Linked DNA regions of Mus musculus: all the other regions are linked to region 4. The links are chromatin contacts, called in public Hi-C, HiChIP or PLAC-seq, Micro-C and promoter capture Hi-C maps. All regions are on one chromosome and are shown on one strand. The core of a region is the stretch at or near the end of the contact, and the rest is flanking DNA. Distances in the headings are between cores, read along the strand shown.

What was found. Promoter capture Hi-C pulls out the DNA fragments that hold promoters and counts their contacts. Hi-C and Micro-C count contacts between places; a contact is called where the count stands out from the background. HiChIP or PLAC-seq counts read pairs in DNA pulled down with a chosen protein or histone mark.
Region 1: a contact with region 4 is called in a promoter capture Hi-C map of embryonic stem cells, with 10 times the contacts expected there. The contact joins the promoter of Bmp6 here to the promoter of Tfap2a in region 4. A contact is called at or near these places in 3 of 39 promoter capture datasets (embryonic stem cells and hippocampal neurons), 8 of 484 Hi-C or Micro-C datasets (B cells, cortical neurons and embryonic stem cells), 8 of 115 datasets of contacts at active chromatin or transcription factors (astrocytes, embryonic forebrain, embryonic stem cells and 2 more) and 1 of 9 other capture datasets (embryonic stem cells).
Region 2: a contact with region 4 is called in a promoter capture Hi-C map of embryonic stem cells, with 3 times the contacts expected there. The contact joins the promoter of Riok1 here to the promoter of Tfap2a in region 4. A contact is called at or near these places in 2 of 39 promoter capture datasets (embryonic stem cells and hippocampal neurons), 2 of 115 datasets of contacts at active chromatin or transcription factors (astrocytes and large pre-B cells) and 1 of 9 other capture datasets (adipose tissue).
Region 3: a promoter capture Hi-C map of embryonic stem cells shows a contact between it and region 4, with 6 times the contacts expected there. The contact joins the promoter of Ssr1 here to the promoter of Tfap2a in region 4. A contact is called at or near these places in 2 of 39 promoter capture datasets (embryonic stem cells and hippocampal neurons) and 2 of 115 datasets of contacts at active chromatin or transcription factors (astrocytes and pro-B cells).
Region 5: a contact with region 4 is called in a Hi-C map of CD8 T cells, with 3 times the contacts expected there. The contact joins the promoter of Txndc5 here to the promoter of Tfap2a in region 4. A contact is called at or near these places in 1 of 39 promoter capture datasets (embryonic stem cells), 1 of 484 Hi-C or Micro-C datasets (CD8 T cells), 5 of 115 datasets of contacts at active chromatin or transcription factors (acute myeloid leukemia, astrocytes, embryonic forebrain and 2 more) and 1 of 9 other capture datasets (adipose tissue).
Region 6: a contact with region 4 is called in an H3K4me3 HiChIP or PLAC-seq map of embryonic midbrain, with 7 times the contacts expected there. The contact joins the promoter of Snrnp48 here to the promoter of Tfap2a in region 4. A contact is called at or near these places in 2 of 39 promoter capture datasets (hippocampal neurons and pre-B cells) and 2 of 115 datasets of contacts at active chromatin or transcription factors (astrocytes and embryonic midbrain).
Region 7: a Micro-C map of embryonic stem cells shows a contact between it and region 4, with 10 times the contacts expected there. The contact joins the promoter of Dsp here to the promoter of Tfap2a in region 4. A contact is called at or near these places in 6 of 39 promoter capture datasets (cranial neural crest, embryonic stem cells, frontonasal cranial neural crest and 3 more), 9 of 484 Hi-C or Micro-C datasets (LSK cells, cerebellum, cortical neurons and 1 more), 8 of 115 datasets of contacts at active chromatin or transcription factors (astrocytes, embryonic forebrain, embryonic hindbrain and 3 more) and 2 of 9 other capture datasets (adipose tissue and embryonic stem cells).

Annotation. Positions count from the first base shown.
Region 1 is chr13:38,344,391-38,347,299 of GRCm38.p6, forward strand. It overlaps Bmp6 (bone morphogenetic protein 6), which reads left to right and starts at 1,326. Exons shown (of 7, transcript NM_007556.3): 1 at 1,326-2,197. The coding sequence starts at 1,543.
Region 2 is chr13:38,035,568-38,038,488 of GRCm38.p6, forward strand. Riok1 (RIO kinase 1) reads left to right here and starts at 1,422. Exons shown (of 17, transcript NM_024242.3): 1 at 1,422-1,964. The coding sequence starts at 1,894. Cage1 (cancer antigen 1) reads right to left here and starts at 1,370. Exons shown (of 13, transcript NM_027724.2): 1 at 1,252-1,370.
Region 3 is chr13:37,992,421-37,995,694 of GRCm38.p6, forward strand. Ssr1 (signal sequence receptor, alpha) reads right to left here and starts at 1,788. Exons shown (of 8, transcript NM_025965.4): 1 at 1,585-1,788. The coding sequence starts at 1,663.
Region 4 is chr13:40,732,385-40,735,238 of GRCm38.p6, forward strand. It overlaps Tfap2a (transcription factor AP-2, alpha), which reads right to left and starts at 1,411. Exons shown (of 7, transcript NM_011547.5): 1 at 1,286-1,411. The coding sequence starts at 1,336. Gm26688 (predicted gene, 26688) reads left to right here. Exons shown (of 3, transcript NR_125899.1): 2 at 1,027-1,396; 3 at 1,638-2,778.
Region 5 is chr13:38,527,196-38,530,086 of GRCm38.p6, forward strand. It overlaps Txndc5 (thioredoxin domain containing 5), which reads right to left and starts at 1,289. Exons shown (of 10, transcript NM_145367.4): 1 at 993-1,289. The coding sequence starts at 1,213. Gm31834 (a long non-coding RNA gene) reads left to right here and starts at 708. Exons shown (of 2, transcript XR_382215.4): 1 at 708-2,767.
Region 6 is chr13:38,203,348-38,206,543 of GRCm38.p6, forward strand. Snrnp48 (small nuclear ribonucleoprotein 48 (U11/U12)) reads left to right here and starts at 1,592. Exons shown (of 9, transcript NM_026382.2): 1 at 1,592-1,781. The coding sequence starts at 1,626.
Region 7 is chr13:38,149,935-38,153,105 of GRCm38.p6, forward strand. It overlaps Dsp (desmoplakin), which reads left to right and starts at 1,360. Exons shown (of 24, transcript NM_023842.2): 1 at 1,360-1,860. The coding sequence starts at 1,655.

The DNA of each region.
Region 1 (2,909 bases), core at 76-2,575, 2.4 Mb before region 4:
ACGTTTTACCTGGAACGGTGTGTCTAATAATTGCATTTCAGCTCATTAAGATGCAATTGCCAACGGCAACTGCATTGAGAGACTAGCAAGAGGATGGGGAAGGCTTTCCTCGTAACACTAGCAGATCGTAACCCCTTTCGTTTGGGTTGTAGTTTAAGAACTCAAATGCAGCCCAAACGAAGAAATAAATTGAAATATCCGACTGGAAACCTCCAGGACTCTGGTTTGGCTTGTCCTGCCCTCTTTGCAGCTAGTGTGTGAGCAGCTTCCTCGCAGGGTGTGTCTTAACTTACAGCAGCTGCCTTTGAGAGCCACGTGTCTGCTAAACGCCTACATTCCATCAATAAGAGAAACTGAGCAGAGAAGGAGAAAACTGTCATACTATTTTCTCCTTCGGTAACGGCATGGATTAAATAGCTGTGTTTGCTTTTATTTAGCAGAGGAAGAAGAAAGTTTAGATCGGGGTCGTGATCGGATCTGTCTTCCTAGCAATGACCTCTTTGCCTTTCTTACCCGCCCAAGCAACTCCTGATGCCTCCAAGAATTCTGTGTGCTAGAAACCTACGCTCGCTAGGCAGAGGCAAGGCCCTGGGAGAAGGGAGGGTGAAAGAAGGGGGTGGGCCTATGTAAATAGCCCGCAAGAGTCACCTCTCCATTGGCTGGTAGCCTGTCCGTTACCGAGTAGGGCAGGGCGTTCCTGGGCTTGAGTGCGGTACCTGAGCGAGACGCGCAGCAGAAAGCCCACGTTGGCGGCGGCCGGGAGCGCAGTGCGCAGAGGCGGGAGACTGCGAATCCCCGAGCCGACGCCGCAGCCTGCGTTCCGAGTTCCGCTCCTCGTCTCTCTCATCGCCTCGGAGAGCGGGATCCTCCGGGCACCCGAGAGACTGCCGAGAGGAAAGCTAGATCGTGGCCGCCTCCACTTGGGGAGGCGCGCGGAGATTCCGAGGGGGAGAGACGGTGCCCGAAGGCGGAGGGGCGCTGAGTTTCGGACCAGAGGGAAGTTAAAACCGCGCGGAGAAAATTGGCTTTTTAGGACGCAGGGACGCCACAGCCTGGGACCCACAGGGGAGTAAACTTCACGACTGTCCTACAAGCCAGGAGAGGCGTGCGAGGGGATGGTGCCCGGCATCGCCTCCACCTCTTGATCTGTCGTCTCCGGCCCCCCTCGGCCAGCCGCCTCTGAGGGTTCAGGGCAGCGCACGTGTGCAGACTGCGAGTGACCGTGCCGTGACCCGCCCGGGGACGCCGGCTGCAGCGCAGTCCTGCCTAGGACACACCTGGCTCACTCAGCCCGTGCGCCTCCAGAGACCTGCGGGAGAGTGGAGGATCCTGGCCGTCGCCCCGTCGTCTCTTCTCCACCCGGGCTTCTGGGGGCGCCGCGGATGACCATGAGAGATAAGGACTGAGTGCCAGGACCGGGAAGAGAGCCCGCCGAGAGGTGGCGGGGGCTGCCCACTCCGAGGGCCACAGCCTCCGCGCTCCGGCCTCGCTCCGCCGCTCGACGCCTCGCGGGCCCCGCGGGGGCAGCCGGGCTGGGCGGCGATGCCCGGGCTGGGGCGGAGGGCGCAGTGGCTGTGCTGGTGGTGGGGGTTGCTGTGCAGCTGCGGCCCCCCGCCACTGCGGCCCCCTCTGCCGGTAGCCGCGGCCGCCGCCGGGGGGCAGCTGCTGGGAGCCGGCGGGAGCCCGGTGCGCGCTGAGCAGCCACCGCCACAGTCCTCTTCTTCGGGCTTCCTCTATCGGCGGCTCAAGACCCACGAGAAGCGGGAGATGCAAAAGGAGATCCTGTCGGTGCTGGGGCTCCCGCACAGGCCGCGGCCCCTGCACGGTCTCCAGCAGCCTCAGCCCCCGGTGCTCCCGCCACAGCAGCAGCAGCAGCAGCAGCAGCAGCAGACGGCCCGCGAGGAGCCCCCTCCAGGGCGGCTGAAGTCCGCTCCACTCTTCATGCTGGATCTCTACAACGCCCTGTCCAATGACGACGAAGAGGATGGGGCATCGGAGGGTGTGGGGCAAGAGCCTGGGTCCCACGGAGGGGCCAGCTCGTCCCAGCTCAGGCAGCCGTCTCCCGGCGCTGCACACTCCTTGAACCGCAAGAGTCTCCTGGCCCCGGGACCCGGTGGCGGTGCGTCCCCACTGACTAGCGCGCAGGACAGCGCTTTCCTCAACGACGCGGACATGGTCATGAGCTTTGTGAACCTGGGTAAGGATTTTGGGGGTAGCATCGCGCGGAGGGTAGATCCCTCCTTTGCAGTCTCCTGGGCTCAGGTGGTGGGAAGAGGTGGAGGAGCGCGCGCGTGCGCGCGCGGCGGGGATGTGGGACAGCTGGTGCTCCGGACACCTGCGCGGCCGAGTGCTCGCCTGCGCTCCGCTGCAATGGGAGGAGCTGGAACACGCAGAGGTGCCCGCAGAGGTTGTCTTTTTCGGGGAACATGGGGCACTTTTCCCTGTATTCTTATTTCTGACGAGCTCGGGCCACTTCAACGCAAATGAGTTTGGCCAAGGTTCCTAAGAATAAGGTCCTCTGCACTCTTTCCCCTCTGAACTGTCCTCCATTGCCCCCTGGACGTTCGGAGTGCCGCTTTACCCATAGTGACCGTCAGGGAATCCCCCAGCAGTTGAGAACTCCGAGAACCTGATCTGAATGCTTTAGAGAGATTCACAGGTGTTGAGGAAGGAGGGCTTCGGTGGCTGAGGAAGGTCCCACCAGGACCTTGGAAGGTGTGCCAATCCCCGCCAGGCGGGGCTTGCGTCAGTATGGGGCGAGATTCCAGCGCAATTGGGGTAATCCACCCAGTGCCTGCGCTCTCATGCCCTTGGCCATTGTCCCAAAAGGTTGACCCTTCAATCAATGCTGTCCAAGCTCCTGGGGGCAGAGAAAGGGTGCGGGGGTAGGGGCCAGGGTTGGCCGCTGA
Region 2 (2,921 bases), core at 172-2,671, 2.7 Mb before region 4:
GACCCTAACAGGAACATATAAGTTTCAAATCTGAACAGAGGTATTTCAGGCAGTTTGCTGCTGTGAGTTGGTATAGTGGTGAGAACAGTGAAAGCTGTGTGAAGTTATCATGGGTGAATATTGCCCGAAATTTGTCAGATTCACCCCACCGTTTAAATTATGAATCAAGTTTTGGGTGTGGAGAATTTATCATGACTCTCCCCACCCCATTATGGGGCCATGATCTTTAGTTAAGAAACTCTGGTCTACACAGTTAAAACACAGGCTGAAAATACCCCCCATTCTAGTGGCATATTATCAGATTGTCTCAGTCTATCCTTAGTACCTGTCTGCCTGGATGACTTTGTTAGATTACTTATTTACTGAAGACGTTTTCAAATCGATGTCATCATTTGGTAAACTGTAAAAAACCAAGTAGGCTAAGGAAGCTAGGCAGGGCTGCTGGAGGACTCAACCTTGGGCTCACCTTTCCCGTCCTGCAAATAAACACTACCTGTTCGATGACAGGGATGTGTTAGTGCCTTAAATCACTTTCCAAACGCAAAATGTTTCTTTTCCATGGGCCTGTGACTTGCAACTACACTTTAAAAAATGTATGTGCCTGTTTAGTATACCCGTGCCATGTGTGTGTAGGATCCTCTGGAACCGGAATTATAGTAGTTGTGACTGGCCCAACCAGGTGCTGAACCAAGCCACCACCACCCAGGCTTGGTTAGCCATTCTACCTAAATCCATTGTTTGTTTGTTTGTTTTTTTTTTTCTTTTCTTTTTCTTCTTCTTCGAGGAAACAGGGTCTCTCTGTGTAGCCCCTCCTGTCAACAGGTTGGCCTCAAACTCAAGAGATCCGCCTGCCTCTGCCTCCCAAGGGATGGGATTAAAGGCGTGTGCCACCACCGCTCGGCTTGAGTTAAAACCGTTTGAAGATAATGAGGGCTTGTGAGATGGCTGAACAGGAAAAAGCGCGGACGACCAGAGTTCGGTTCCCGGAGCCCAAGGTGGAAGGAGTAAGCCCTCAAGTTATTCTCTGAACTTCACTCACGGAGCACGCATACACAAGCGCGCGCTAGATAATACTTAACATTTTAACATTTAATAAAGGCAGAAAGAGGTGTCACAAGAGTTCCTGCCAAACGCAAAAAAAAACCTTGAACTTCCCAACTTAAAAAAAAAAAAACAACAAAAACCAACCACTTGTATCATTGCATCTCAAAACAACGCACCAACGTTTCTAGAGAGCAAAAGTGTGCTCACTTCCATGATCCATCGAGCTTCTGTGACTCAGGCTAAGGATTCCGGGTTTCCTCCCGGCACACCGGCTCCGCGGGAGGGAGAACACCTTCCAACCGTCCCCACCGAGGGCACCAACTGGTGCGTCGCAGGGCGCTCGAACGCCCCAGTGTGACGTCCTCCGGACCGCACCTGGGTCCAGAGGAAGAAGGTCAGAGGACGCAAGTCTTCAGGAGCAGCCGGAGGAAAAAAAAAACAGGCTGACTTCCTATGACCGTAAACGCCATGGTGGAGCAAGAACGAAAGGCTGGGGAGCAACAAGAGCTACACATCCCACGCTACAAACAACGCACCACGCCCACTTCACATCGCGGATTGGTCTTTCCCGGCCACCGTCACGCGCATGCTCCCTGAGGGCACTAGGGTTTGGAGAGGCCCTGCTGGTGGCATACTTCCGGCGTTGCACTTCCGGCCTGTTGGTGGCCGCGTTTGCCGAAACCCTGTATCCTGACACCCCGGTGGCGCCTGGTCGTTGCCTTCTTGGGCCTGGCGGTTGCCGAGGGATTTGAGGGGCGGGAATCGCGGAGACGCGTTTGGATCCTCTAGGTGGGAAGCAGGCTCTTCCGATCGCGGCCTCAGGGGCGCCGAAGGCTCACACCCCTAGCCATGGACTGCAGTCTGGACAGGATGGCTTCGGTGGTCCCCGGGCAATTTGACGACGCGGATTCCTCAGACAGGTAGGCGGCCGGTGGTGACACAGGGACTCCTCCGATTCCGCCAGCTCCACATTGGGCTCGGGGAGCTGACAGCTGACGGCTTTGGATTTTTCTCGGGGTGAGCAGCTTGTGAAAGCTACCTACCTGTCAGTGGGTCCCGGGACGTTTAGCAGAGAAGCAAGAGTTGGGGACCACTGAGGAAGGTGGGCCTTTTTTTTTTCCTTTCTTTTCTTCATACAGGCTTCCATACACAGTGAGCAAAAGTTTTACCTCTGCGAGTATGATGAACAAGACAAATCAAGTCACTACTGTCTTTTTGGAAAGGAGGGCAAACCAAGAGGCTAGCACCTACAGCGTAGCGGAGAGAATTGAGGCAAAAAAGGGAGGCCAGCCAGGTCGAGCCTTCCAAGTGACTGTGAGGAGTTAAGATCCTGTTCAGGTCTTACAGGCCAGAGGAGGGCTTTTGCAGCGACAGAGCATCCGTCATTTGATTTATGAATTAAAGGAACTGGTGAGTCATGTAGAAGATGTTCGTAGAGAGGAGTGGAGCAGAGAATCAGTAAATAAATAAATAACCAGCTTCAAACCGGATGGCTCCTAGAGCTGCTGTCGTAGAACGACTTCGAGGTAGCAGTGTTGAGGTTTTGTGGTGAAATTGGATGTGAGGTCCAAAAGCAAGCAGTGACGGAAAACTTCCCGTTCAAAAGAAAAGAGAATTTACACATAGCCATTTTGAAACAACAAAGAGTTTTGCGTACCTTATAGTCAGGAAGATTTTATTCATCAATTGTGAGCGGTTGTGATAAGTATATATATTGACCACTCTGTGTGTCAGATCGAGTGGTAGGGAAATATTGGTGACTACCGTTTTGATTGCCACAGGGGTTGGCCTCTGCTAGGGGAGATAGATATTCACACGAGGTAAATTATTTGAATTAAAATTGGTGAATAGTACAAAGGAAAAAAATGAGTGATCAA
Region 3 (3,274 bases), core at 538-3,037, 2.7 Mb before region 4:
ACCATGTGAGTTTGATTCTTGGTATGCACCCTGCAAATTGTCTCCTAGCTTCTGGATATATATTACAAGGCAGACAGGCAGACACACACTAAATATAATAAAAAATTAAAATAAATAGTGGCAGCTTCGTGGTTAGTAGCAAAGAAAAAAAATCCAACTATTTTTGCACATGACTTCAAGCATAGTTTCAGACATTTAAAATATCAAAAAAAATAAGGGCTAATCATAATGCTAATTTATAAATCAGAGACTTGTTGACAAAGCTTTCTCAAAAACCACACAACATCACTTTCAGGCAAAACTCTACAAAGCCCTTTAAAGTTCAAGCAGTTCTTATTACCACTTCTCGGGGAGCGATGATGTGGCAATCCAGCAGCGAGGGAAAATGTGGGAACAGCCACATGTGCAAAGCCCAAGAGAAAACACTATCTTTAAAACCATGATTTTTTTAAGTCTTTTTACTTTCCCGAGTTAAAACAGTTCATTCATAGTTTACAGGTAATTTATCAAAAGCCAGATTTAAAGAAAGAAAGAAAACCCCAATGGTCTAAGGTTGTAGTGTGCATATGTGCCTTGCATGCCTGGCACGATGGAAGCCCTGGGTTCATCCCCACCACTTCATCCACGGGGTGTGGTGACACCCTGAAACCCAGCACCCCAGAGGTACAGGCACAAGGATCATAAGTTCAAGGACGTGCTAGCTAGGGCACCAACTTACAACGCAGCCAGGGTTACCTACATGAGACTCGGTCTCAACATCTGTCTTATGTCCCCACCACCACACTCCCAAGCCAAAATCCCTAACAGCTATAATTCAAAGTCATACTAGTTACTAAGTAGAAGCCAAGCACTTCTGTGTGCTTGGCCAAAGAGTTCATAACATGGCTCGTTATTTCTCATGCCCTGGGCCACAGAAACTTAGAGAAAGAAAAGGAATTCTTTCTGGTGACCACTCAAACTAGTTGTTTTTATAAACTAGCAAAATTAATGGACATGGCGGGCAAGGGGGAACAAGTTTCTACGTTTTTACATTCTGCCAAGTTTTTAGCCCAGGTCAATCGTTGGAAAGAATAAACTTACAAAGCTCGAAATAACTTTTTCGCAGCATATTTTCAACCAGCAAAAACTGGCTGGAAAAGGGAGGGGAGGGGAGAGAAATTAGAAAAGGAAGGAGGAGGCCATCCGGCCATACTCTACGGTAGCGGCTGACAAGCAGCCGGAGGAAGGGGACGGATTTGGACACCGAGCCTCGCGGTCCACACAGACCGCGATGGGCGAGCGAGGGGGCCGGGCGAACACGATCCACGCGCCGAGGAGAAGAATCTACAGTGGGCGAATGAATGGAGGCGCGCCGGCGTGTGGCTAGCGACACGTCAGCGCAGAGCTTGGGGACGGGCGGCCCGCGGCGAGCGCGGGCGGAGAAGCGAGGCCGACCCTGGCGTGGGTCCTGCGGACCGCGGGCTTCGGGCCCGCGCTCGCTGAGGACGCCGAGCTGCGGGGGGTCCCGGGGCGGGGGATAGCATGGCCCACGAGAGCCGGGCCGGGGGTCGGCCGCGGTCCCCAACCCAGCCCCGCGTCTCTCACCTCCGGGGCCGCCTCGGAGCAGCACGGCGGCGGGAAAGGCCAGCAGGAACAGCAGCAGCAGGCGGGGGAGGAGTCTCATGGTACGGCCGGTCAGCGTCCGGTGCGGGTCCGCTAGGGCTCTCGGAGGCTCTGGCGGTAATGGCGTTACTCTTCATCCGGGCCGCGGTGGAGGGGCGGGGCACGCACGCACGCGCGCCATCCGTCGCCCCTCCCCGCCACCGTCGACGTGGCCTCTAAGCGCCCAGGGGCGGGGCCTGCGGGCCGGGAGATCACGTGGCCGGCGGTGGCGGGGACCAGGGGAGCCTACGGGCTCCCGCGAGAGCCTAGCTGAGCAGGCTTATCTCTTCCAGATGCTTAGCATCGCTTTGTCCCCCGTTGCTTTGAGGGGCCAAGGAGTGGAAACTTCCCGCATGTGTGGCAGTTGAAAGACAGAAAGTAAAGGATATGGATAACGACAAAATAAATAAATAAAAATAAAAAGCCGAAAGTGATGTCTCACATTGTAACCCCAGAGTTTGAGAGATGGAGGCAGGAGGATTGCAGCGAGCTGGAGACCAGCCTGGGCTATGTAGCGAGTTCGGGGCAAGACTGGGCTACAGAGTTAATACCTTGTCACAAAATTCTACCCCCCCTGCAATAAACAATCGGAGTTCTGGAGTTTTATTCTTTTAAATTTGACTGTCTCTCTGGTGTATAATTGCCAGTGCACAGATAGATGTAAAGGTCAGTCAAAGGACAACTTCTAGGGAACTGATTCTCTCCACATTTTAGATGGGTTCTGGGCTTGAACTCTGATCATTAGAGGTTCAGTTCTGTAATTTTTCTTAACAACCCAAACTTAGCAATTACCTAGCCTTTCTGCAGTTTCTACGCCAAAGATCTCACTTCTGGCATATTTCTGGCAACTTCAGCTGGTCAGTGTGAAACACTCGGGATGTAGTGGCTGCGCTGAGAACCTCCAGCCACAATCCTGATTCAGGGACTGTCTTGGTTACTTTTCTGTTGCTGTGAAGAGATACCATTACCAAGGCAACTTATAAAAGAAAGTGTTTGATTTGTAGGCTTGTTTACAGTCTCAGAGGGTGAGTTCCTGACCATCGCATCAGAGAGAATGGGAGCAGGCAGGCAGTGCTAACGTGGAAGCTGAGAGCTTATATGTTCAGCCCCAAAGGACAAGGCAGAGAGGTAAGTCCAATGGTACGGACTTTTGAAACCTCAAAGCCCACACCCAACAATGCACCTCCTCACATAAGTCCTTACCAAACAGTTCCACCAACTGGGATGTAACATTCAAACACAAGCCTACTGGGGCAGTTCTCATTCAAACCACTACACAGGTTAAGCAGCCACCAGGATCATTGGAGCCTCTGAGCCACAGAGGGACAAATAAACTCCCCTCAGAATTGTTGAAGATGACTGAAGTGGAAGTCACAGACCATATCTCAACTTAATTAACCCCAGTAGGTTCAGATCAGATGAACACATGTCTGACCTGAACAGGGGAAAGAGACTGTCTATAAATTCTATGAACATTAAGGAGTCAGAAGTGCCACCACCTGAAGTCAGACCTCAGAAAGGGAGACAGTGAGATCTTCGGTACAAGGACAGTGTCTCTGTACCATCCCCTCAGTTACAGTCCTTGTCAGTTTCTTGTGCCAGGAGACACTCCCGGGTTAAATACGAGGATCTT
Region 4 (2,854 bases), core at 161-2,660:
CCAGCATTTTAAAAGAAAAGGGGGAGGGAGCGGGTGACACTTCCCTCACGTAAACCCAGTTTCTAATTTCGAGTGAAGTCAGAATTTTTGCCTCTGCGCGCCCGCGAGCAGACGTTTTAGCCGGAACCCCTAGCTCCAAATGCCGAAAGGGGGGGGGGGGGAAGAAAGAAAGACAGACAGACAGACAGACAGACAGACAGACAGACAGAAAGAAAGAAAGAAAGAAAGAGAGAACAGCGAAAGTCAAGGCTACTACAGATTTGGATAATCACGGGCTTCCCACCCCTCCGTCACACCACTCGCTGATCAGCCCCTTTCAGTGGGGTATGAAAAAAAAAAAACCCACACACACACAACAGGCTGAGGCCATCCCTCCCCCACCCCCCGCACAAGCCGTTGGTTCTTTTTTCATGCCTCCCTGACTGTCCCAAAAGTTATGCTCTGAGGCTCTGGGTTTTAAAATGGGTTCCCAAGGGACGGCCCTCTCTCTGATCCCAGCGGACTATCGGCAACTGGAGACGATCGGCTGTCGCCCCAGGATTTTCAGGGTCCCGCCGCTAAGCACTGGCAGGTAGAAGGGGGATCCCTCCCCCGTCCCCGACTCCCAGAGGCCGGTAACGCACCCACACCCAACCACCACCACGGGGTGTGTCCACCCCGAAGCTCGGCGGGAGAAACTCCTTAGAACTTCAAGGACTATAGCAGCTAAAGAGTGACACCAAGGGCTGACGTGTGGGCTCCCAAGCCGAACGTGCTTTACAGGTCAGGGCGAAGTGTGTGCGCCCTTCTCCAAATGCAAGAAGGGAACGTCTTTAGGGAGAAAGAAAAGAATGAATGAAAAAGGGGGTATTAATGTCAGGGAGGGAGTGAAAGGGGGGACATGGTTTTATTTTCTTCCTGCTACTGTAGGCACCCCCAGGATCTCGCTCAAACACACCAGAGTGCACAGGCACGTGCCCAGTTGCCAGCTTTTTTTTTTTTTTTTTTTTTTTTAAATCCAAGCTCTTCTCTTCCTTCCACTCTCAGGCAGAACCAAAAGTAACCAGGAGAAAAGGGGAAAGAGTGGAACACGAGCTTCGAAAGACAAAAGTGAAAGAACCGAGATCCATGTCCACTATCTCCAGCGTCTCCCCTGTGCTATTCGGGCGACATGGAGGGGTGGGAGCTGCGCGGGTGTTAAGTTTGTCCCACTCGCATTTCGCGTGGAGAGAAGGAGGAGGAGGAGAGGGAGGGTCGATCTCCAAGCCTGTGGCCGCAAGGATGACTGAGTCGGCGCCGCGCTTACCTCGCAGTCTTCGTACTTGATATTATCCGTCAGTTTCCAAAGCATTTTCATGGATCGGCGTGATCGGATTTGCCCCTCTGCGCCTCGCACCCCAGCGGAGCTACTCTCTGGGTTAGCGCAAAGTGCGGGCTGCGGGCGGTGAGCAAAAGAGGAGGAGGGGGGGAGGAGGAGAGGAGGGCGAGGAGGAGGAGAAGGGTAGGAAGGGGGAGGAGGAGGTGGAGGTAGAGGAGGAGGAGGGCCAGGAGAAGGGCGAGGAGGGAGGAGGAGAGAAGGGTTAGAGAGCTCCCGTGTGCGCTCGGAGATCTCCCTCTAATGGTAGAAACTTTTCCCTTTTCCTGCTCCTCGCGAACAGCCTAATCGCCTCATTAGCATATCAACAATAGTCCAATTGCTCGCCAGGACCACAATCTGCCGCCGGCCGCTCCGACCCAGGTATAAAGGCCTCTTCTAGCCGCTAACTTGCTCCTAGAGCACTTGCCTGCATGCCAGCCTGCAAGCCCAACAACTCTTCCTAGAGCTCCAGCACCCTCCCTGTTCGAGCGTCCCCTATCCCCAATTTCATCTCTTTCCCCTTCGCCTGTCTTCGGGTCCTGCTAGCCAAAGATGCTTTGGATAAAGCTCTGTACTACGCAGGGTACCAGCGGCGGCGCCTAGGGACCAACTTTTAGTACCCCACCTCCCACTCTTACTACAACCGCCACTATCTGCCTTTCGTCCCCGTCCGATTTTATTAGAAATCATTATCCCTTTCGCAATGAACCGTAGCCACCAAACCAGGACCAGCAAAGTCACTCCAAGAATTTTGCCCAACTAGAGATCGCCTCCGCTCACGGCTGTTACCCCCTCGGGCTGCAGCGCCCTGGGAGTTTTATTAGCTTTGCGCTCCCCCCTCCCCCCAGGTTGGAGATTCTGCCAGCCGGCTCCGGTGGCTCGGTTGGGGTTTGCGATCTCTTAATTGCTACGTGTAAAATAAAAGTTGTACCCTGAAGAGGTTACTCGACAGATCCGGGGGTTAAATGATTTTCCTCCGGTTTGTATGAAGCTGAATCGGACTGACTATTCATCCGGGCGTTTGGACTGTAAGGTTTCCCAGGTGCAACGTGGACAACAACACAGAATTCGGATGGGGATGCACAACCCCTTCTGGAGTGAGCCAAACCGCAGACCCATGAGCTCCTGCGACTCTCCATGCGGTGTCGTACATGCATCAAAATAAAACATTAGGAACCAACTCTTCCTGTGCAAATCGGCTCCAGTTTTCCCAAGATTCTCCTTTTTAATTAAAGAAGGACGCGACCCTTTATGACTTGATGTTACTAACGCCGGCGTTTTGGCGGCGCAATGGCCGGCTGGTGAAGAACCTGAAGGCAGGAGACACCCCTTCCCCAAGTTGGCCACTCCTGACTCCGCCCAGGGGCTTACTCACTCCACCGGGACCCTTCCTCCCTTACTGCAATTATTCTAAAGTAAGATATTAAAAAAAAAAAAACACTAAAGACTTTAATGTGACACTCTGATATAGAGGGATTTCTCTGGCTGAGTTTTCCCACTAGCACTTTAAAAAATATT
Region 5 (2,891 bases), core at 39-2,538, 2.2 Mb before region 4:
TAATTTAACACTAAACGAATTGAAATGCAGTAATAGCCCGCTCTAGGGTTATGGGCAAAGTTTCTCCCACTTTAGAAAAATACAATCACTGACTACATTGGATTCCACAGGCACATTTTTCTTAACTGCTTAACCCCCTGTCCTTAATGAGTCCCTACTGAGCTAGAGGAAGAGTACTTTGCTCAGCAATAAACACAGCCAGAACATCCCACATCTCAAGAGCCTGTGCTCTAAATACCGCTTTCTGCTGTGGACCGGAGAACTTCTTTCTCTGAGCATCTAGGCCCCAGTAGCAAAGCACTGCTATGTCTAGACTAATTCTTGGGGTAGTGAGGTGCACCAGGAAGCCCCAACCGAAGAATGGAAGCCTGAAGTTATGACTTTTAGGAAGAACAGTTCGACCTCACACTTTCCAAATGACCGGGCCCCAAATGAGAACAGGAGGTGAAAGAGTTAAAGGCCTTGAGAATACAGCTCACATCCACTCCAGCGTGCAGCGGAGACTCCAAAACTGGCACCTCGCTGGACTCCAGGGGCCGGGGAAGTCTCAGTTCCCGACCTAGGCTATCTTTTCCTACCCTCGACACACAAAGTGGGCAATCACATCTTGAGGGGGCCTTAGATTTCCAATCCAACCCAATATTGATGGGCCAGCAGGAAGAACCCTTCAGGATAGGGCACGTGGACGCCGGGCTCCCGCCGCGTCCGGCCAGCACAGGAAGTTTGGGGAGCTGGGCAGGGGACAGAAGCGGGGGATGCCTGGACTCCAGCAGTGTGGCGGGGTGGAGAGGCTTTTCCGGGTCTCCCCTCGGGGCCCGCCCTTCCTAGCTCGCAGGCCGGCGGCTAGCGCCACGTCAGCGGCGAGGCCCGAGCGCGGCCCACGCCCCCGGCGCAGCCTGCGCGGCCTCGCGCCCTCTCCCCGGTCCCCGGCTCCAGGTCCCTGGTCCCCGGTCCCAGATCGGGCTCCGCCGGCCTGCTGGAGCTGCAGTTACCAGGGCGCGAAGAACATGACGAAGTGCGCGGCGCTCTGGATCCCGTGCGTGAACATGTCGGCCGTATACAGGTGCTTGGCGTGCGGGTCCTGCTCGACCCCGCTGTCCGCTTCCACCTCCTGGGCCCGGGCGCCTTTGCGCGCCCCGAGCAGCAGCAGGAGCGTGGCCAGGGCCGGCAGCCCGGCCAGCGGCTGGAGGAGGCGTCCTGGGCGCGGGGGCATCGTGGCGGGGCTGGCGAGCTCTCGCTCGTGCCGCGGGTCCCCTCCGCGGCGCCGCTCCCGCCCCGGCTCCTCCCACGACCGCAGAGCCACGCCTCAATCACGCCCCCGCTCGCAGAGCCACGCCCCCTGTCCCGCCGGCTCACCTAGCAACTTGCTGTCTTCTGCTGAAAGCCACCAGGAAGAGGTCGCTTAGGTCCTGGGGTCCTTGTGCAGCACCTCCAGCGCTATCTCAGTCCGGTTCCCTTCCATCCCGCTGAGCTCATTCTCCTTCCCAAGCTCCTCATCAGCCTTTCCCTGCTAGGGACGAAGAGGCCAAGCTGCCAAGCTATGGAACAGTGGCAGCTTCTGTTGATAACTAATCAGACACCAAGAGACCCGAGAGTTTAGGACCAAGCTGAGCTGCTGTCAGCAGAAAGGAGGAAATCAGGCAAACGTGTGTGGGGTTTGCTCTTGCATAAGTCAGATTCTTAGCCAAAGCTCAACTGTGATTTGAGGGCCTGGCCTCAGGGGGTGTGATGAAACCACTTCCCAAGAGCACCTCCTCTGTTATCCTGCCCTGCCTTCACTTTGAAAAGGAAAGGCAGTCAAAGTGGCCCTTCCTTCAGGCCCTGGCTAGTGCCCTGTGTGCCCTAACTCACCCTGGATAGGAAAATGAATGGCAACAGCTGTTCTGGGTGAGAGCTAACGCCTGGGCTGGGGCGCATGGACCCACGCCAACTCTTGAACTTTAAGTCGGGTGGCAATCTAAGCTCCCTGCCCTGCCTTGAAAACCTGGAGCTAAGTTAGGGAGAACGAAACAACCACTAGACACTTGAGAGAGGTCCTAGAGCTATGCTCTGTACCGATGAAAAGGAAGCTGGCATCATAAGACATATATATGGTGATCTTTTATTGGGAAAAAGCAACGGGCATAGTAAGAAGAGTACATGGCCATCTTGTATTGGACTTCTGAGCAACACTTCTGAAAATCACCTGATCTTTATTAGCCTCAGCCTCCCTAAACCAAAAGCCTGGGTTAGCAACAGTTGGGGGTGGTGGTAAAGGGAGGGGCAGGGAAACTCACATCATCTGTAACTATTCTCATGTTAGGTTCGTCCACCTGTAAATGTTTAACCATGGTTTTCCAAACACCAAACTGCAGCATCTCTTGCTTGCCCCCTCTCTCCCTTTGTGCCCTCACATTCTGAGTAAGCACAGTTCAGCCAAACGCTTCTTCCGGCTTTCCTAACCTGAACAGACCTAAACTTGCCCATCGCAGGAGAAGTTCTATGAGCATCCTTTGCCCACGTGATTTTGACTATGGCAATTTGTTGCTCCAACTTGAACCAGCACACCAACTCTGCCCAGTAGCCTTGGCATACAGACTAAAATAGAAATCCCTGATGCTGTCCTTGAAGGCCTCCTGTGATGTGCTCTGCCATGCCTCGTGTCCTGTGAGGCTTGCTGGTGACCAGAAATCCAAGAACTCTTGCCATGTCATCTGTACTGTCAAGGTCAAAGCTTTATGCTCCTCAATACTTCTCTCACTTCATTGCTAAGACATCGCAACAGAAGGTACTATGTTTATAATATCAACTCCTTTTTCACCTGCCCAAAGCTGTGTGGTTCCAGATCCCTTTGGGGGTCAAATATCAGCTATTAACATTATGACTTGTAACAGTAGCAAAATCCTAGATTT
Region 6 (3,196 bases), core at 342-2,841, 2.5 Mb before region 4:
GTGTCTTTATTAGCAATGACCTTTCTTTAGATAAGCACGCCGTGATCATCCATAAGGTTTCTGCTTCTGACACACTTGTTATTAAATTGGTTATTTGACACAACCACATGGTGAGTTCCAGGATGACTCATAAACCTGCTTTTGATAATTTTATTATAAACAAAAATGTTTATATTTGGTTTTTATTGAATTGAGCTTATCTATATCAAATTCCCCTTTTAGAAAAATGACTGCATAGCTAACTGCTACTCTGGCAACAGGCATCCATGTGGTACACAGACATATATGCAAAATATCATAAAATGCACTTTTTACATGAAAAATATTCAAGACAGCATGTTACTACCTGAGAGTTACAGTATTCTATGTTGTTAACAGGATGCTTTACAAACTGTTAAACTGTCACTGAACTAACATTTAGTCTCAGTGAATACAGTGTGGCCAATGACCACCTAGTGATTTCGAATTCAGGACCACCACTCTCAGGAGGAGAAGCCAAATGTAACTCAGACAGGAATTTGGTCTCTTAGATACCCCAGCACAGTCTCTCTCTCTCTCTCTCTCTCTCACACACACACACACAACAGGGTTTCTCTGTATATCCCTGGCTGTCCTGGAACTCACTTTAGACCAGGCTGGCCTCGAACTCAGAAATCTGCCTCCCAAGTGTCTGCCTTCCAAGTGCTGGCCAAGAGCCTGGCTCTCTCTCTTCCTTCCTTCCTTTCTTTCAAAGATTTATTTATTTATTATATGTAAGTACACTGTAGCTGTCTTCAGACACACCAGAAGAGGGCATCAGATCTCATTACGGGTGGTTGTGAGCCACCATGTGGTTGCTGGGATTTGAACTTCGGACCTTCGGAAGAGCAGTCGGGTGCTCTTACCCACTGAGCCATCTCACCAGCCCTCTTCCTTTCTTTCTTAAAGATATATCTATCTATCTATTTATCTAATGTATAGGAGTACACTGTAGCTGTCTTCAGACACACCAGAAGAGGGTATCAGATCCCATTTTAGATGGTTGTGAGCCACCTTGTGGTTCCTGGGAACTGAACTCAGGACACCTCTGGAAGAGCAGTCAATGCTCTTAACCAGTCCTGTTCTAAATTAAGAAATAATAACCAATTATAGCCAATTGGTTAAAACATAATAAATTGCTTTAAAAAGAATTTGAAGAGCCGTTTCAGGAATTTTCTGTTTGATCATGCATTGTGATTATGTAGGAAAATGTTCTGAGGATGTGCATAATAGCATTTGGGATAAAGAATCTAGAAGTAATTGTAAGAGGGAAAACGCTAATGAGCTGGAGAAAGGCTACACTGACACTTTCTGTGTTGTTCTTTAAACTTTCCTGCCGATATAAATAATTTCTCCTAAAAACATCGAAGGAGCAGCGGAATGATGCTCAAAGCTGGGACGCAAGTTCTAACCTGCTACGCAAACTAAACCCAGAAGAGCGTGGAAACACCTTTCAAAACTACCGCTTCCGCCCTGCCCGTCGGCTCTTCCCGATAGGCTGGCGCCATCCCGGGGCCCCGCCCACGGCTCCCAGAAGCCCGTGCGCGCCCAGAAGCTCGTGCGCGCCCAGCAGTTCCGCCTCTTCCTGCCTGAGGTGAGCTGCCATCATGGAGACCGAACCTCCTCCTCTGGAAGAGCGGCGTCGGCTCCAGGAGGAGCTGAGCGAGTTTGTGGAGAGCTGCTGCCGGACGCTGGAGGAGGTGACGGCGTCCCTGGGATGGAGCCTGGATCAGCTGGACCCCGGGGACGAGGCGGAGGCCGAGGTGAGGGGCGAGGTTGCCCGGCCTTTCCCGGGCCGCTGACTTCTCGCCGTGGGAAAGGCGCCCGGGGAGCCCACTTCTCTCCATCCCGGTGCGATGCAGGGGAGGACAGGGCTCGTCCGGTGCATATCCCGGGGGCGCTGCTGCTGAGGTTGGCGATTTGCTTCGTCATGATATAAGGATTCTGCATTGCGTTAGATTCAGTGTTCACTTTTCTCTATCTTAAACCCGGACGCTTCCCACTCGGACAGGACCGATTGTGGGACGATTAAAGGGCGCCACCAAGGAATGGTAGCTAGTAGCGGACCCCTAAGGAGTGTATTAGAGTGAATTATCCTGACTTATTTAATAGGTGCAGGATAGAGGGAATTTGCGTTGCGCGGTGATTTCTTATACCCTCTTCATTTACTATGATGCAGTAACAAGGTTTAAGTCATATGTCGATGGAAATATTTAAGATATATGCAATTTACGTACAAGCTAATCACCATTGTCTTAAAATTGAAGTGGAAATTGGAAAGAAAAAAAACCCTTCATTGTACCTTTACAAGTATATTTGGAGTTGTGAATTAACCAATATAGTTCATGGCTTAAAGCCTAGTAACGATGCTGTAAAAATGGATTTGGGGGACAACTGAAAAAGTTTGAGGTATGAATTGATAATTTTATGAAATTTCCAGACCATTGAGAATGGAGGGCCCCACCACTCCTTCATTTATTATCGAGATATTAGACAACATCGTGATATTAACACTTAACACGTTCTAAATGGCACTGCGTTACTTCATTTAAAATTCGTATCCCAAGGAGGCTAGAATAATTGGCAGCATTTTACAAATGAAGAAACAAAAACATCCCAGTGGGATTGGCAACTGGGACTTGCAGGCCTTCTGATTTCTGAGGTGTATTTTGCTTAACCGCTATATGAAAGTCCATTGTAAAACTCCCAGATTATCCAGTAAACCGTGAAGTACATGATTATCTGATACTCACTGTTGTAACTGGCTTAAAAAATCTGGTAAATGACATTGATAGTTTTGAGACTAGTCCAGATAATTAATCAATTTCCATGTTTCATGTGCACTTGTAGAGTTTGTCATGGTAACAGTGGGGGGAGGGGTAAAGAAATGACAGCTGTTATTGTGTGGCAAAGTCTGTAATGGGGGGAGTTGAAATTTTTGTAGTACTGGTTATTATAGACTATGATGGGTCAGAAAAAGCATCTAGAAAAGTATATTCTTTAAAATCTGCGTGGGGCTAGGCTAGAGAGATGGCTCAGCGGTTAAGAGTGCTGGTTCCTCTTCCAGAGGTCCTGAGTTCAATCCCAGCAACCACATGATGGCTCATCAAACCCTATGGGATTTGATGCCCTCTTCTGGTGTGCAGGTATACAGGAAGAACACTCATATACATAAAAT
Region 7 (3,171 bases), core at 110-2,609, 2.6 Mb before region 4:
TTATAGTTATCCACTGGACAAACAAGATGCATAAGAAGGAAAACATTCCGAATCAAATTCCGTGCATTATTTGCTGACGACCCAAACGTCTTCCGGATACTATGGGTTGTTTGTGTGGAGGCTGACTTGCGGATACGGATTCTATTTCTAAACAAAGCACTTTTGTCTACAAGCTCTTTGGCCAGGTGAGTTTGTTGTTAGAAACGAGAGGAAATTGATGGTAGTCGAACAGTGGCAGATATGGGTGGTTGAGCTAACCGTGGTAAACTGTTATCTCACTGTGCGTTTGACTCCTTGGATTTAAGTCGGTCTGCTCTGGGCAATCAGGAAGCAAACGTGCAAGCAAGATCTGTTGTCAAAAATTGTGTCCAAAACTTGGAAGTGTCATTGCAGAATTAGATAGGGCACATATTTAGAAAACCTCCTCTTCTCCTTTACAGCATACCAATGTAGTTTGGTATTTAGTTTTTGGGCTGCTTTAACCAGCTCATGAACATTTGAGAAATACATTGTACAAACAGGAAAGCTAACAGACATTATTCAGGGAGACAAGAAATATTTATTACCAAGATCTTTAAGTGGTGTTTACTAGAGAGCATTTAACGCCACCCCAAGTTATCTAAACAGCTTTTAATGGCTAGTGTACAGGGGTCTGTATCTAAAGTCAGTTTATGGAGACTACGGTGTAAATTGCACTCATCTGCTAACTGGGAGTGGCTTTGGAACCAATCGGTGGAATGTGTTACTCATCTGGAACGGTATCTGTTCAGGCTTCATGGGAGCAGAAAGGGACCCAAGTTGGGGCTCAGGAGTCTACAGGGGACAAACGTGCTCATGATTCTTTTAGAGAAATGGAAAACCACGTCTTGTTTCTGTTTCAGGCAAAGTCCTGCTATGAAGCCCAGTCTAGCCTTGAACTAAGTCCCTCATGACAAAATATTTCTGGAGAAGCCCTTTTCGGGATTCTCTGTTAAATTATCTTTTACACAACAGAAATCGAACTCTTGGGGCTATTTAAATAGAAGCTGGCATGGTTTCCTGGGATAAGCAAAAAGTCAACATTTCACTAGAGTCGTCCCATGGAGTGACCCTCCCAAGCCACTTTATTTCCGCCTCTTGGGGGAGTAGGAAATCCTCCAAAGGTGTGCCACTGTGGCTCCTAGAGCCTGAAGCAAGTCCCGCGGGGTCGCAGCCCTCCGACGGGGATCCAGTCGCCAGGTCCCCGCCCCTCGCCTCTGCTCAGGCTTCGGTGGCGCAGGGCGGAGCCGCAGGTTGGGGAGGGCGGCCCCAGGCGTCGGTGACACGCGGGGGGGAGGGCGGGGGAGGCGAGGCAGCCGCACCTCGCCCTGGGAAGAAGCCGACCAGGTGTGGCCTGGGCGCCGGGTGCCAGCGGGGAGGAGACTCGCACCGCCTCGACCAACACCAACACCCAGGCGCGACCCAGCTCCTCTGAGCCCTCGCTGCCCTCCGAGCCACAGCTCCACTCCGGTTCCCGCGCCTAGCCAGTCGCCGTCCCCGTCTCCGCCCTGCTGGAGCGCTGAGCCCTCGCCAGTCCTCCGCGTTCCGCGCTCCTCTCCCGGAGTCCCTCGCGTGCTCCGAGGCGACGCCTCGCGTATGCCGCGGCGCTGAGCGGCTCTCTTGAGTGACCGCAGACATGAGCTGCAACGGCGGCTCCCACCCGCGGATCAACACGCTGGGTCGCATGACCCGCGCGGAGTCCGGCCCGGACCTGCGCTACGAGATGACCTACAGCGGTGGCGGCGGCGGGGGCGGCGGGGGCGGCGGCGGGGGCACCAGCAGGACGTTCTACTCCCACTCCCGGCGCTGCACCGTCAACGACCAGAACTCCGACGGCTACTGGTGGGTATCAGCCCGCCGCCACCTAGCTCAGTCCCAAATCTTGGGTCAGGTAGTGGCCCGCCTCCTGGGCCAACCAGGAAACCCAGGTCTAGGCCGAGGAAAGTGCTTTGCCCCGGGTCACGGAAGCGCAGGAACGGGTGTCCCTACGCCCAGCGCTAGCCAGTGAGAACAGGGAGCTTGGGTGTGTGCTGGGACCCAGGCGACAGTCCTACCGTGAGCCTACGCAGGGTCCCACGGTCCTCACCTCTCTTCTATCCTAGAAGCGGCTCTTTTCCACCTCCACTGTGTAGGGGAGCAATGGACGGCAGGGACGCAGGTCTCTCCTTGGTCGTACCCTCTTCCTCCCCACCCCCGGTTGTCCCTTGCAAAGTGGACCCAGCTGTGATTGCCTTTGTTCCAGACCGCAGGTGGGAGGTCGGGCTAGGCGGAGCTGCGGCCCCAAAACCCAGCTTTCAAACTAACGAAAAATAAAACTTGTGAAGGGGTGGAGTTCCCTTTGCTGCCCGGTGGCCTCGGAGGGACTCAGGACTTGCAACTCATGGTCACCCCAGGGCGACGGCGGCGGAGGCCCTTAGGTTATTGGCCACCCGAGGGTATCTGCATGGAAGTTACACCCTCCACGGAGCCTGAAAGTCCCCTGTCACGCAAATGGGTTCCTTTGTAGGGATAGCCTCTGGGCACGGGCTGCAAACTTGGTCTGTTCCGCTCGCTCCCCTTTCCCCACTCTGGCCACTTGGTCACCGGGATCGCACCGGAGGCTCCGCACCTTTAAAAAAAAATCAGCCTAGTCTCCTGGAGACTTTGTAATAATTGTGGCTCTGGGCTCAGTATTAGTCATCTCTTTGATCTGTATAAAATGGGCTCCAGCTCTGGCTGAGAGGGTGACCCTGGAGAAAGCACTGTGGCGCCCAGGATTAGGAGCTGCCGAGGAACCCACGGCACAAAGGGCTGGGTCCTCTTCCCGGGATAGTCGGGTAAATACAGCGAGGGAGTCACTGGTGGGTGGGAGAAGGTAATGAGCATCCTTTCACACGGTCCCCACAGCTGCTTTCTGCAAGCCCACGTGAGCCGTGAGACTTTTGCGACCCGCCCCTTCCCAGCCCTACCTCGGTCGCGCCTCTGGAGGCGGCCGCCCCACTACCTTAATACTTCGCAGCGCAGTGGCCGCAGGCGGAGGAGGAGAAACCTAATGGCTCCGATGGCGTTTTGTTTTGCAAGCAGTTTTAGAGATCCGACAGTCCTTCCAGTTGCAACTCGTTTTCTGTTTAAATTTATTTATTTCTCAGGCAGCAGGATACCTTTTCTCATTAG